2 separate regions of the Mus musculus genome follow, and region 2 is linked to region 1. Evidence: chromatin contacts called from public HiChIP or PLAC-seq data. All regions are on one chromosome and are shown on one strand. The core of a region is the stretch at or near the end of the contact, and the rest is flanking DNA. Distances in the headings are between cores, read along the strand shown.

Evidence for each region. HiChIP or PLAC-seq counts read pairs in DNA pulled down with a chosen protein or histone mark.
Region 2: a contact with region 1 is called in an H3K27ac HiChIP or PLAC-seq map of bone marrow-derived dendritic cells, with 4 times the contacts expected there. The contact joins two enhancer-like sites. A contact is called at or near these places in 3 of 484 Hi-C or Micro-C datasets (bone marrow-derived macrophages, cortical neurons and muscle stem cells) and 2 of 115 datasets of contacts at active chromatin or transcription factors (T-cell acute lymphoblastic leukemia and bone marrow-derived dendritic cells).

What each region holds. Positions count from the first base shown.
Region 1 is chr10:96,263,847-96,271,282 of GRCm38.p6, forward strand. No RefSeq gene overlaps it. Among named protein-coding and RNA genes, the nearest start is that of Gm40747, 8.7 kb to the left of the region's middle. Within about 2 kb of position 2,600, at least 41 of the 459 cell types and tissues checked have an H3K27ac peak or open chromatin away from gene starts, as enhancers often do. A contact at or near this core is called in bone marrow-derived dendritic cells and muscle stem cells, where this site is marked.
Region 2 is chr10:97,329,591-97,337,026 of GRCm38.p6, forward strand. No RefSeq gene overlaps it. Among named protein-coding and RNA genes, the nearest start is that of Mir3966, 90 kb to the right of the region's middle. Within about 2 kb of position 4,676, at least 51 of the 459 cell types and tissues checked have an H3K27ac peak or open chromatin away from gene starts, as enhancers often do. A contact at or near this core is called in bone marrow-derived dendritic cells and muscle stem cells, where this site is marked.

The sequences.
Region 1 (7,436 bases), core at 1,350-3,849:
TGCAGCCCTTCTTAGTCATAAAGGCTTTCTCAACCATTTGGTTGCTTTTCATTTGGCTGAAATTTTAAACATTTTCTGCGTTGAAAGAGAGCACAGATTTAAAGGTTAAGTGGATTGTGCCTCTACATTCTTTTCCTCAACCCACCTCCTCACGCACACACCACACCACACTATCCAGTTGTGTTTGCTTGAAACCAGTTTCTGATAACAGTATTCAGAAATAGGATCTCTCTCTCTCTCTCTCTCTCTCTCTCTCTCTCTCTCTCTCTCTCTCTCTGTGTGTGTGTGTCTATGTCTGTCTGTCTGCCTATGTTTCTCTTTTTCTCTGTGTCTGTATGTGTATGTTTATCTCTGAGTCTTTCTCTATCTCTCTCTTTCTCTGCATCTTGGTATCTGTGTGTCTCTGTCCCTGACTTCTCCCTCCCTCCCTCCCTCCCTCCCTCCCTCCCTCCCTCCCTCCCTCCCTCCCTCCCTTCCTTCCTCTTTCTCTCCCTCTCTCTTTCTCTCTCTCTGTGTCTTTGTGTCTTTGTATCTTACTATCTGTCTCTGTGTCTGTGTGTGTTTATCTGAGTCTCTCTGTATATCTTTCTCTGTCTCTCTGTCCCTCTGTCTCTCGGTGTCTGTTTCTCTCTCTTTTTCTCTCTCTCTAACAAAAATATTAACTCTCAGTCCCCAACCCTGCCAGCCGGTGAGCCCCACCCACTCCCACGCCTGACCTTCTTGCATCAAGACTTTCTAAGCAAAAAAAAAAAAAAAAAAAAAAAAAAAAAAAAAAAAAAAGACTTTCTAAGCAACCGGAACAGCTGCTGAGCACCAGGATTTTCATGCAGAGCCAGGAAACAGACAAGGCATAATTTTCTTGAGCCTTCCACCTCTGTAAGGTCCATAGAATGAGTGTTTTGATTCTGTGATGGAGGGAGAAGGGAGAGAGGAGAGGGCGGCTTCCTTTCCACTTTGTCTTTCTCTATCCTTAAAAAAACAAAAGGGAGTGTTCACTGGGGCATTGTAGGTGCTTGTTTTGCCCAGAACTTAAATATCAAAAATGACAACAATATAAACAAACAACCCTGCCCCCTACATTATTCAATGTGTGTGTGTGTGTGTGTGTGTGTGTGTGTGTGTGTGTGCATGCGCACGCTGTGCTGTGAGGTTGCTCAATTGAAGAGGCCAGGCTTTCTAGGGGAGACTGGGTGGCCCACTCAGCAGAGGACAATCTGGCTGGCCCTGTTCCAGCCGCACTGGGTAAACCAGCCAGTCAAGGGGACACTTGTGGCAGTTTGGAATTTTCAAGTGGGTAAAAATAATGATAAATCCTTCAAAGAATCAAGGAGGAGCCCCGAAACTCATTTAGCCCTCAGACAGAAACCCTAGAAAATGCCCCCAGCCACCACCTGACAGAGGTGCATGGAAAACTCCAGAGGCCTGTTGCCAACATGGGATTGTTTGATCTGCCTTGAAGGTGATCCTAGCTTGGTGCTTTTCAGACTGCATTCTGGAAACATCAGCCCTAAGGCCCAAGTCCCTTGCTTTACAGGTTTCCAACAGAGACTCCTTCTTTTGGAAGACCTTTTCTTTCGGAGGGGAGTGACAAACGAAGCCAGCATTGAGCCTGGCCTTCCAGGCTGTCTCTGTGCATAGGGATCTGGGAGATGCTGCTGCCATCTCCGCCTCTGTCACTTACAAAGACCCCTCTAATCCCAATTGCCTCACACAAAAAAGAGTGGAAAAACAGTCTACGGACTGGAAATAAAAAGGAATGCCCAAGGAGCAGCTGGCACCTTAACGCCCCCACAAGACACTAGCTGGTACATCACCATGAAACCCAATCACCCTTTCCCCAGTTACGATGGGGTTGGATTTAGTTCTGCAACAACAGAATGAAGTATATGTTTTAACAAATAAACATAATTTTGGCAGAAGTGTCAGCATCGTTAGCCAGGAAATTTTTTATATACTTATATCAATTCGACATACCCTCAAGTCCCCCAGCCACGGCCCGTCAGTGAGGGACACAAATGCTAAGAAAGGGAGCAAATGTTTATGAATGTATTAACTGCCCTACACACACACACACACACATACACACACACACACAAATACTTGTGCTTCTATATTATAACCAAATATTACTTCTTCTGATCAGCATTTTTGTATTTGTCTACCTTTTATGAAGTGTTGAGCAGTGCCTACTTGCTAGCCATGTTGAATTTAATCATCTTTTTCTGAACTCTTGTCTTTTGGGCACCTCGCCTTTTCTTAGCATACACTCATCCTGAAACTCCTGGGAAATCAAAGGCAGGTTAAGCAAAGAGCTGCGCTTAGAAGAGACCAGCTCTTCTTGAACTCTCCTGGCATCCTATTGGAGGATTCTTTGTGACCCAGGATGAGCTAGGAACAGAGCCAGTCTTTCTTAGTACCTTGGCCAGGCCATTGCTGGGGATTCTCAGCTGTTGTGTCCTGTCAAGAGCTGCGGTGTGGGGGTGGGGGATTTATTGGGAAATAATAGATTGTAGTTAATTCCGACAGCTCACGGAGTCACAAGGGGCCAGATACTTCTTCTAAGCGAGAGGTAGCTGTGAGAGAAGTGAGAAGAGGATGCTGAAGGTGGGGGAAAGAATTGCAGAAGTGAAAGGAAGAGTCCTGGAGAGTGGGACTGAGGGGGAATGGCACTGTGAAGAGGGAAAGTCCCAGAGAAAGAGCCCCTTCTCTTTCCACAAACCTGCTCGCCCTCCCCCACCTCCCCCTGGCTCACAGCCTCTCATAAAGGGAGTGCTTCCCTGGGCTGCTGAGTGTGATCACACTTAATTTCAAATAGCAAAGTCCATTTCGAGCCGTATTTTCACACTGGCGGGATGAATGTGAATAATAGCCACATTGAGGCTGGTTCTGAAATGGCTCGCCCAGCTGACACGAATGTGAAGTTTTCCAGTCGAGAATGTGTTTAATGGTTCAGAAACCACTTTTTGCTGACCCTCAAGTCACCTCCTGAGTTTTGTCAAGAGCTTCTTTTTGAGAAAGGATTATTATCTCCAGTTGTTGTCTCCTGGGTGCAACTCTTTCTCTCTCTGCTTGGATATTTCACTTCAGCCTGTGGTAAGCCTGGTCCAAGCCTCTGGCTTCTTCTGTTTGGCCAACACCTTGATTAAGAGCCTAACTTGATTTTCTCCGTCTTCCTAGTTCCTGACCAAGCCTTCTCTAGACTTCTTAGGGTTTGCTTCAGATTTCTAAATCTGAGTAATTTCTAAGTTTTTGACCCCTGTTTTCATTCCAGGGCCCTGTTGCCTGAAGAAGGCCAACTCCAGAGCTCAGTGGTGGCAGGGCAGTTACAGGATTCAATTCCTGGAGAAAATGACCCCCTACCTCCTATTCTGTGTCTTTAATAGAATCTCAGCTGACTCTCCAAATCTTGCTGTCTAGACTTTGTCCCATGCATGTTCCTAGAATAGATGGGAATGACCCTTATCGACTTAGAACAGTCGGGATCCATCCTCTGGCTTTGGAAAGTATATGAGATAGTTGTACCAAATCAGTATTTAATTAGGGAGGTGAAGGCAGTGGAAAGATGTCAGGAGTTGGCAAGGTTTGCAATGTTTCCCTTCCTGTCTGCCTTTTGATCTCCTCTATGCACTTGAATCCCAGATCACTAGTTTTGGCCAAGACCCCACCCAATCTTCAGCCAGGCTCACTTTCAACAGCACTAGCCTTGTCTTACGTATGCAACTGATTCTCATCTTGGTCTTACGCACACCGCTAATACTCATTTTTCCTTTCCTGTCATTCATTTCCCTCAGACATTTTCCTGGTTTTTCTATCTCTCTTCATGGTAGGACTCATCTCTTTACTTACAGTCTTCCTTACAGTCTCTGTTCCCTCGTTTTGTACTGAATTAGTCACTAAGTCCTTTTGGTTTCTCTGGCAGGAATTTCAACCGTCTTTTTTTCCTTCCTCTTTCCTGCTTTCACTCAGTTAAGAGTCTGTCCTCATGTGTGTCTCTTCCTCCATCATCTCCCCCTTAATCCACATGATAAACAAGACACCAAATTGGTCTCCCACAACCCTCTGAGTTACTGTTTTCTTCAGAGTCGTCATTCTTATTATCTCAGGATTTAGTACAAACCACGGTCTCCTCCATCAGATTAGAGTGAGCTTCCTCCATCAGATTCAACCTTCCTTCAGTGTTTTTCCCCACTTCCATTTTATATTATACCAGTGCTCTGCCAGTCATGATGTTCCATTTGTAACTTCTTAAAACCAATTTCAAAGATGATTATTGGCTTGATTCTAGTTTGCCACATGCTACCTGTGGGTCACGTGTTATCTTGCTCATTGCAGCCTCCTATTTTTTTGTTTTTTTGCTTTTTGTTTCGAGACAGGGTTTCTCTGTAAAGCCCTGGCTGTCCTGGAACTCACTTTGTAGACCAGGCTGGCCTTGAACTCAGAAATCCACCTGCCTCTGCCTCCCTAGTGCTGGGATTAAGGGCGTGCACCACCACGCCCGGCTATTTTTTTTTTTTGTTGTTGTTGTTGTTTAGTATATAAAATGTTACTTTGCTGAGCACTGTAGGGCACGGCTTTAATCCCAGCACACAGGAGGCAGAGGCAGGTGGATCTCTATCAATTCAAATGCAGCCTGGTCTATTTAGTGATTTCCAGGACTGTGGGGCTACCTACAAAATGTGACTTAGATTCACCACAAATTGGACCACATATGGGACATAGAAGGTTCTCAGAGAAAGTTCATAGTTGGAAGATGAGTGGAATCTCTTCACATTAAATCTTATAGAGCCCTCTGGAGCTCTATAAGCTACATGGTTGAAATTCTTAACCTATCTCTGAAGCGTTGTCTTTCGTTTCTTACCCTGCTCCGCGTGGACTCCATCATGCAGACGGAAGAGCCCCACTTCCTGATCATTGCCAGCCCTACCAAATATCCACATTTTCACATCCACTCTTGCTTGCAATAGGGGTCTTCTTTTGCTCCTGCCTTTTGCTCCTTTGGTATGCAAATTAAAAGTCTTGTCTTCTGTAGTCTTCCAGGACTCCTGACTCCCATAAAGAGGAGTTTTGTGCATGTTTACATTTTACTCTTGGCTGTGTTCCCGTTCAGAACCAGAGGTCTTTTCCCATTGTTCTCCCCACACATAGCTTAGGAGATGGCTAATACATCATGATACATTTGTCGTTATTCTGTAGATTTTAATACTGAGAGAACTAATGTCTCTGACATAATCCTTCAATCATCCAAGACACTCTTCAAATACAAACCAAGCTTCTAAGTGTGGTCTGTAGAGATCTACTGGGTATGGTTTTGAGCTTCACCTTGTAGATCTCTGTCCTATTCACTTTACTGTGCACATACCTGTGGTCTCCAGTCTCCCAAACTATCTAAACTCATATATGCCTCTAGGCCTTTTTATGGACTCCCTCACTAAAATAACTCTTTCCTTAGCTCTTCATATTTCTGGATTTTGGTGGATCGAGGGGAGTTTCTTTTCTAGATCACTCCTGGCCAATCTATCCAGAAAGATATCCCAACATCTTTCAGATGTACCTGATTGCTCTCAGAGAATCCATTTGTTTACCCCCCCCCCCCCATTTTCTTCTATGTTAACATCTACCACTTGAATGTTAATTGTCTTAGAAGAAAACAGAAACACCCCTTGCTCACTAACCCACCCACTCCTGCTTCCCTGTCCTGGCATTCCCCTACACTGGGGCATCGAGCCTTCACAGGACCAAGGGCCTCTCTCATTGATGACCGACTAGGCCATCCTCTGCTACATATGCTGCTAGAGCCATGGGTCCCTCCATTTGTACTCTTTCGTTGGTGGTTTAGTCCCTGGGAGCTCTGAGGGGTACTGGTTGATTTATATTGTTGTTCCTCCTATGGGGCTGCAAACCCCTTCAGCTCCTTGAGTCCTTTCTCTAACTCCTCCACTTGTGACCCTGTGTTCATTCCAATGGATGGCTGCAAGCATCTCCCTCTGTATTTTTCAGGCACTGGAAGAACCTCTCAGGAGACAGCCATATCAGGCCCCTCCTGTTAGCAAGTACTGTTGGCATCCACAATAGTGTCTGGGCTTTGTAACTGTATATGGGATGGATCCCCAGGAGGGACAGTCTCTGGATGTCCTTTCTTTCAGTTTCTGTTCCACACTTTGTCTCTGTATCTCCTTCCATGGGTATTTTGATCCCCCTTCAAAGAAGGACTGAAGTATCCACACTGTGGTCTTCCTTCTTCTTGAGCTTCATGTGGTTTGTGAATTGTATCTTGGGTATTCCAAGTTTCTGGGCTAATATCCACTTATCAGTGAGTGCATATCATGTGTGTTCTTTTGTGATTGGGTTACCCCACTCAGGATGATATTTTCTAGTTCCATCCATGTGCCTAAGAATTTCATGAATTAATTGTTTTTAATAGTTGAGTAGTACTCCATTGTGTAAATGTACCACATTTTCTGTATCTATTCCTCTGTTGAGGGACATCTAGATTCTTTCCAGCTTCTGGCTATTATAAATGAGGCTGCTATAAACATAGTGGAGCATGTGTCCTTATTACATGTTGGAGCATCTTTTCGGTATATGCCCAGGAGTGGTATAGTTGGGTCCTCAGGTAGTAATATGTCCAATTTTCTGAGGAACCACCAAACTGATTTCCAGAATGGTTGTACCAGCTTGCAGTCCCACCAACAATGGAGGAGTGTCCCTCTTTCTCCACATCCTTGACAGCATCTACTCTCACCTGAGTTTTTGATCTTATCCATTCTGACTGGTATGAGGTAAAATCTCAGGTTTTTTTTGATTTGCATTTCCCTAATGACTAAGAATGTTGAACATTTCTTTAGATGCTTCTCGGCCATTTGGTATTCCTCAGTTGAGATTTTTTTGTTTAGCTCTGTACCCCATTTTTTCAATAGGGTTATTTGGTTCTCTGGAGTCTAATTTCTTGAGTTCTCTGTATATATTGGATATTAGCCCTCTATTGAATGTAGGGTTGGTAAAGATCATTTCCCAATCTGTTGGTTGCTGTTTTGTCCTACTGACAGTGTCCTTTGCCTTACAGAAGCTTTGCAATTTTATGAGGTCCCGTTTGTCAATTCTTGATCTTAGAACATAAGCTATTATTGTTCTGTTAAGGAAATTTCCCCCCTGTGCCTGTGTGCCTGAGGCTCTTCCCCACTTTCTTTTCTATTAGTTTCAATGTATTTGGTTTTATGTGGAGGTCTTTGATCCACTTGGACTTGTGCTTTGTACAAGGAGATAAGAATGGATTGATTTGCATTCTTCTACATGCTAACTGCCAGTTGAACCACAACAAAAGGAGGTCAAATGGAAAATGGATACATACTGGAAAGGAAGAAGTCAAAATATTTGGAGATGATATGATAGTATATTTAAGTGACCCAAAAAAATTCCACCAGAGAACTCCTAAACCT
Region 2 (7,436 bases), core at 3,426-5,925, 1.1 Mb after region 1:
TGGCCGAGCTGACGTTCACGGGAAAGGCAGAGTACAAGTAGTGGTAAAATACCCTTGGCACATGCGCAGATTATTTGTTTACCACTTAGAACACAGGATGTCAGCGCCATCTTGTGACGGCGAATGTGGGGGCGGCTCCCAACAATATGGGGCTATAGTTAAAAAAGAAATAAAAGATAAGCCTTGTTGTTTGTAGATAGATAGATAGATAGATAGATAGATAGATAGATAGACAGTTTACTTTTTTTGCTCTAAAAGCTGGGACGTCCTAGGTATGGGTAGCTTCAGTCCCTGGAGACTTACTGCTTCCTGGATCATGGATGACTATTTACTCAGTTCCAGTGTTCTTAAATAACCGTTGGAGTGAGGGAGGTCCTTGGGACCTCCTTAATGAGGGCACTATTCACACCATCAAAGGCTTTTTATCATAACGTCGGTTTAGAGTTTAAGATTTCAGCTTATGAATGTGAAATACACAATCCATCTATAAATGTTCAAATGGTAATGTTGCTCTGCTCTTAGAAACATAAACTATTGGTGGGTTCCTGGGTAAAGTGTGGCTTATTACCTCACTGTCTTAAATTTAGTGTAAAATCAAAGAAAAAGATTGGAAAAAAAAAAGAGGTAGGGACTAGGGAGGCAATAGTCCCTTTAGTAAAACTCCAGGGAATTCTGAGACACTGTATTTGTCTTATTGCATCTGACTCAGTAAAACGCAGCCTTCCTGGGCTCCATCATCAAGTTCCCTGCAGTCATGAGGTGATGGGACTAGAGAGAGTTTGGGAGGTAGTCTAGTGGGTTGCAGGATTCCTTATTTTTCTTTTTATTGGTTATTTTATTTATTTACATTCCAAATGTTATTCCCCTTCCCAGCTTCCCATCTGCAAACCCCCATGCCATTTTCCCTACCCCCTCCTTCTATGAGGGTGCTCCCCACCCACCCACTCACGACCTCCCTGACTCACCCCTCACCCTTATCATTCCCCCATGCTGAGGCATCAAGCCTTCGAAGGACCAAGGGCCTCCCCTCCCATTGATAAGGCCATCCTCTGCTGCATATGCAGCTGGAGCCATGGGTCCCTCCATGTGTACTCTTTGGTTGGTGATTTAGTTCCTGGGAGCTCGGGGGTATCTGCTTGGTTGATAATGTTGTTCTTCCTGTGGAGTTGTAAACCCCTTCAGCTCCTTCAGTCCTTCCCCTTACTCCTCTGTTTCAGGATTCTTTAAAGCCTTAAGAGGAGGGCTCTTCTGCACATGTATCAGAAGATGGCCTAGTCGGCCATCATTGGAAAGAGAGGCCCATTGGTCTTGCAAACCTTATCTGCCTCAGTACAGGGGAACACCAGGACCGAGAAGTGGGAGTGGGTGGGTAGGAGAGTGGGGGAGAGGGTATGGGGGACTTTTGGGATAGCATTGGAAATGTAAATGAAGAAAATACCTAATTTAAAAAAAAGAGGAGGACTCTTGAAGATCACTGAGTACAGCTGACCCTAGCCCTGAGCGGTATTTCTGATGCCGCACCTAGCACAGCTCCAGCAAGCACCACTCTCTTTTATTTCCTCTGCCTCCTAAACTGCTGTGGATTTTGAATTTGAGCAGCACAGGACTAAGGGATCTTGGGGGCTCTCAGGCTTTCTGATTCCCTTCTGTGTTTATTAGATAATGAACAGCTTTGCCCAGTGCCTCCTTTTCCCATCTTAAAGTTCTTTTTCTTTTCCTTTTTCTTTTCCAGCTATACATTTTACAGCAGTTCCCTAAGGCACAATAACCTTGGCCAGAGTTCCTATAAAACCATTCTGTGTATGTATCAAATCAGTATAAACAACCTTATGGCTTCAGACACTTAGCCCTTTCAAAATGAATTCTTACTCTCCTGTTTATGTTGCTTAAATTAGCCTCGGTACAAAAGAACCTTTGAAAGCATATTCTTTCAAAAACACTATTCTCTGGATGTAAGTAATTCCTACGTCCGTTCATTTATATTTTATGGAATGATTGGTCGAGTTTGCTATTGTGTTCCTGACAGTGCAAATGCTGGGCACCAAGCAACACTAAAGACAGCCATCCCTCTTGAAGAGATTGCAACTTACTGTTGGTAAGACAGGGTTAGAATTTCCTTTACTGTCATTTATCTATTATTAATTTACTAGAAGCAAAGTTGAATATTTATGGATAAAAGTCACGTTGAAATGGTAGTCGCCCAAAATATCCATGTCATTGGGTAACTGAGTACGAAAAGAGAGCTTTTCATGTGTGTGCAGTAAGGGAGGATATGCATGTACATGTGTGTATGTATATACGTATATACAAATATACACATACATACATATATATGTATATGTATGGCTATGTATATATGTATGTCTATGTATATATGTGCGTATATATGTATATGTGTATATATGTATATGTTTGTATATATATGTATATATGTGTGTGTGTATGTGCATGGATATATATATATGTACATATATATATATATATACATATATATACACACATATATACATAGACATACATATATATATATATATGTATATATACATAGACATACATACATACATATATATATGTGTGTGTGTATATATATATATCTCCATGCATATGAAGGCCAGTGGACAACCCTGACTGCTTTTACTCAGGCACAGTGGAACTTGTTTCTTAAGAAAGGATCATTCATTGGTCCGGAATTCACTAATTAAGCTAGGTTTTTCTGGCTGGCAAGGCCTGCTACCACACCTGGCTTTTTGATGTGGGTTATGGCTATGAAACTCAGGTTCCAGTGTTTGCAAGACAAGCACTTTAGTAAGTTACTTCTCTCTCAGCCTGTGAAGTTACCTCTTAATAAAGGGTTGCTAGGAATTGGCAAGAAGATGAGAGGGAGAAGGTTGTCTCACATTAAGCAGGCACTGAATTAGACTAGAGCTCCTTCAGAACTCGGGAAGCCTTCAGAGATGCCAAAGTCTTGGTCTTGACTTTGGGCTTCCAGAGCTGTGAGAAAAGAGGGTTCTGTCATCTCAGTGTGTGGTGTTTTGTCAGGACAGCCTAAGTTAACCAAGACTCCAGCCTCCTGTGAAGTGTAATTAGGTCTTACAGCAATTTTCTGGATTATTTGCTGTTGCCTGCCTACCTATGGACTTAAAGGGGTCTCTGGAGGGTCCCTAACTTCACACTCCCAATTCAGCTTTCTCTCCCACTCTCCTTTTGCTGACTTGCCCAACTTCCTGTTATCAAAACCCCATGTTATTCAGGAGCAGCAGCTGTTCTCCTTGTCCTCTGCAGTTGTGGCCTCCTGCGAGTTTTGACTGTTCCCTGTGAAGAAATACAAAGGCACCCTGCCCTCCCCCGCACCACTAAAAATTCTGATCCATGTATTTTTACTGAGGTTACAAAGTAATAATCCCACAAGATGTTCCACCACAGGGGAAAAAACAGACAAAACAAAGCAAGACAAATCCAAAAACCTAGGACTTTGAAGGATTGGTTAGGGTTAGTTTTTGTAAACGAACAGATCTGGTAGATCTGTCTGACTCCTCAAATTCAGATTACTCAAACTATGGAGATACCATAGGGTTAGAGGCATAGGTCCAAAAGATTATGTGAATAGGACAATTTTTAATGTTGGTTTTAAGTCAGTCACATCTTAGTTGCCCTCACTCCTGAGGGCAAGCAAGCATAGCTATAGAGGACAGTGTAGCTACAGAACTGTCAAGGCTAGAAATGTCACTGAAAGGAGAATTTGGGGTTTGGATAACAGATCTTGAAGCCACTGGAGAGAGGAGGGCTTTGCGCTGGCTCCTCTTCTGATCCTCCATGTCTTGCTCTGCTAATTTCCTGTGACTTACCAAATTCACTTTTTAGTGAGTAAAAACTTCAAAACCACAACCAGAAAATGGAAGAGCAGTGAGACTTAGTGCCCAAGGCCAGAAATGAAAGCACCAGGATAGTTTTTCAAAACAACACTACCTTCCAAAGGAGAGAAGCAAAGGTGTTTTATTTGGGAACCCTGTAGATAGCCATTCTTGAAACCACATCAAAGCCAGTTCAAGCTCAAGGTAATATGTACATATTCAAAATGGAAAGACAGAAGGTATTAGAACATGGCCTGGACTTTCAAGCCCAATTCTAGAGCCCGAAGCAGGCCACACCTTCCTGGAACTCTGCCTGGGATAGCAGTTTGAGAAGCAGTCAGTAATGTGACTTGATATCTCTCAGTCTATAGCACTTAGTTCCCTGGTATGCTCTCTCTCTCTCTCTCTCTCTCTCTCTCTCTCTCTCTCTCTCTCTCTCTCTCTCACACACACACACACACACACAAAACAAAAAACAAAAAAACAAACAAACAAAACCACACACTATGCTGAACTGAATCATGTGCTGCAAAACGTTTGGCTGCATAAAGGTTATTCAAAGTTGACCCTTTGTTCTAGGGGTTGATTTGAGACTACCCAGAGAGATTGCTCAGCTCAGGGATTTGGTCTAGAGATAAGGCTGCTCTCTGAAGAGGCCCTGGTCTCTTCCTCCTTGACCTTCCCCAACTCCTCTCCAGGCTTTGAAGAGAAGCCTCTACTCTCATTTAAGGCTCCATCTTGTGCAGTGTATTGTTTCTGTTCCAGCCCCAAGGCCCACTTGTGGTTTCAGCTCCTCTTTACAGACCAACTGCAGCTGGTTTTCTGTAGTATCATCTTTTTTTTTTAACAGAGGAAAGAGACACTTCAGGGCATGCCCAGTTCTGTACTGTGATCAAACAAATTTACTAGAGGCTAGCTGAAAGAATTAGAGGAAATGAGTTGGAGATCTTGGCTGCCTGGTCTTTCATACATTTCTCCAAAGAATTTGAACTGAAACATAGAAAACAAACAAACAAAACATTGAAAATGTCTTAACAGCCTTGTAAACTCATGGGATGGGAGTTTTCCCTTCCATACATTCAGGAGTAATGTCCCTTAAAGAACTAGCCTTGTTTCTTGGCTAACAGAATAACTCACGTTATTCTCAGTTTTCTGGGTCTGTGTGCAATCCATCTGTGGAGACATTTCAGCCCACACTGAAAGGATCTTCACAAGGAAGGACAGCGATTTAGAGATTTCGTTTCTTCTCTCCCCCCTCACCCCCCGCCCCCAACCAAGGAAGCTTACTGCACTTTGGCTCTACCCTCTGGCCAAGGGCTGCCACTCTCATTGTGCAACAAGAACTCAGCTTGGATCTTGAAATGACTTCTTTCCCGGCCTGCCTTGTGACTGAACATGCTAAAAAACGCCTCACTGTATAACAGCCCAGACTAATACTTACCAAGAGAAAATAAAAGTGAGCTTATAAAAGCAGAGGCGTGAGTCACTAGGAAGGAACAGCCAACACAGCCTTTGCTGGGCTTTTATTCACATGGAAACGAAACCCCTCCAGCCCCACCTCCTCCAGCATCTTTTCTCTGTCTCAAAGTACTCTAAGTCCCAGGGAGACTTAGTGTGTCAACAGGATGACCCTAGGTTAGGCCTGCGGGCTTTTCCAAGAGAGGCAGGAGGTGAAAGACCCCAAATGCCCCTAAAAACCACCGTGAGACTATTTCCCTCTTTTAAAATGGAAAATGGACAAACTCTTCTCTATGAAATTGAACAGGACCACATCTTTGTAAGACTCAATCATCCTACCTGATTATGTCTTGTAGATTCTAATAGTATTCTGGGAGATGCCTTTACATGTCAACACAGTTGAGGAAAAATCAACTGTGATGAGAGAAGAAGAGCTTGGGTAATCTCAAACACGATATTTAATCGATTTTTATCATTTTCTGTGTCTTTCTGTCCCTTCTTGCCCATTGCCTGGAATGTACAAGTCATGCTATCTGAGATATAAGGTATGATTTATGCAGCTGATACTAGCAATGTAACTTAACAGAACATTGACCAAATGGATCCTATTTAATATAAGTTCTATTCTCATTAAAGAATTTTAGAGACAGTGTTTTTCTCTTTCTCTAAAACACACAAGTTTGTAATCAGTTCTCTCTTAATGAAGTCTAAGCATTAGGGCATGAGAAGTTTCTTTATGCCCAGATTCTAGAAAATATTTATTTTATTAAATTTTAAGAGGTAACAGAAAATGAGTGAAAATGAAAATGGTTTGTGTTAATCAAAATATCTTTAAGTAATGTATATTAACATTATCTTTTAGGTTATGGCTGTGGCATAATTTCCAGGAATAATCTCATGTATACAATTGAGAAATATGATTTTTGAAGATTATAGCACATAAAAATGGATAGTTAGTTTGTCAAAGATTTTAAAGCCAGTTTTCAGTTTTGTTTTGTTTTGGCTTTTGGTTTTGTTTTTTTCTTTGTTTGGGGTTTTTTTGTTTTGTTTCTCTCTCTCTCTCTCTCTCTCTCTCTCTCTCTCTCTCTCTGTGTGTGTGTGTGTGTGTGTGTTGGGGGGGGGGGTAGATCAGAAGAGATACCAACCTGGCAAATGTCACATTCAGGATCTGGGTAAACTTTGACATCTCCCTCTAATAGTAAAAGAGCTATAATAACTTTTTACTAAATAAAGATAGCTAATACTTTGACTTTAAATGGAAACTAAAGTATTAAAATCACATTTTAAAGTGCTCAGGAAATTTCTAAACAGTTTTGTTTGTGTGTTTGTTTGCTTTCTTGCTTGTTTGCTGGTAGACAAACTTAATAGGAATATTTTAAATTCAAAAAAATGAAGGGCTAGCTCACATGGACTAACTAATCTTCAGGGATTTCTTCTGTATGAAATGGACGTTGACAGTGTGGAAAGGGGCTATTTGCTTTTAGAGTGATTAAGTATCGCTCAAAATGAAATCTTGAAGTCATTGCTAATAGATGCTGTGTTTGTAAATAATGTTATGTGAATTTATATTTTAATTTATAATTTGTTGTTATGTACATGATAAATTATTAGCATAAAAACAGTGTTGTTCACAAAAATGAAATGCAACTTTAGAATCTCTGTGTTCACTGGAGCATTATATTCAGTATTTATGTCTCTAAGAGGAAATGCTTTTATAATCTGCATAATTCAATGCTATATATAAATAAGCCAGATATGATGGAAGTGTCATTAGAAACTTTGTCCTTTAGTTTCAAATGTGTATGTAACCAACACACATAGTTCTCTATATGACAAAGCTCTCCATGGTATGAAATAATAGTAAATTAAAATGTTCAAGGAAAAAAATAGAACTTTCATACACCAGATATGTTTGGTTCTTTTGTTTTGTATGTTTGTTTGTTTGTTTGTTTACAGACAGGGTTTCTCTGTGTAGCCCTGGCTGTCCTGGAACTCACTCTGTAGACCAGGCTGGCCTTGAACCCAGAAATCTGCCTGCCTCTGCCTCCCGAGTGCTGGGATTAAAGGTGTGTGCCACCACCACCCAGCTTGATATGTTAGGTTCTTAATGAATGTACAAAGCTTACA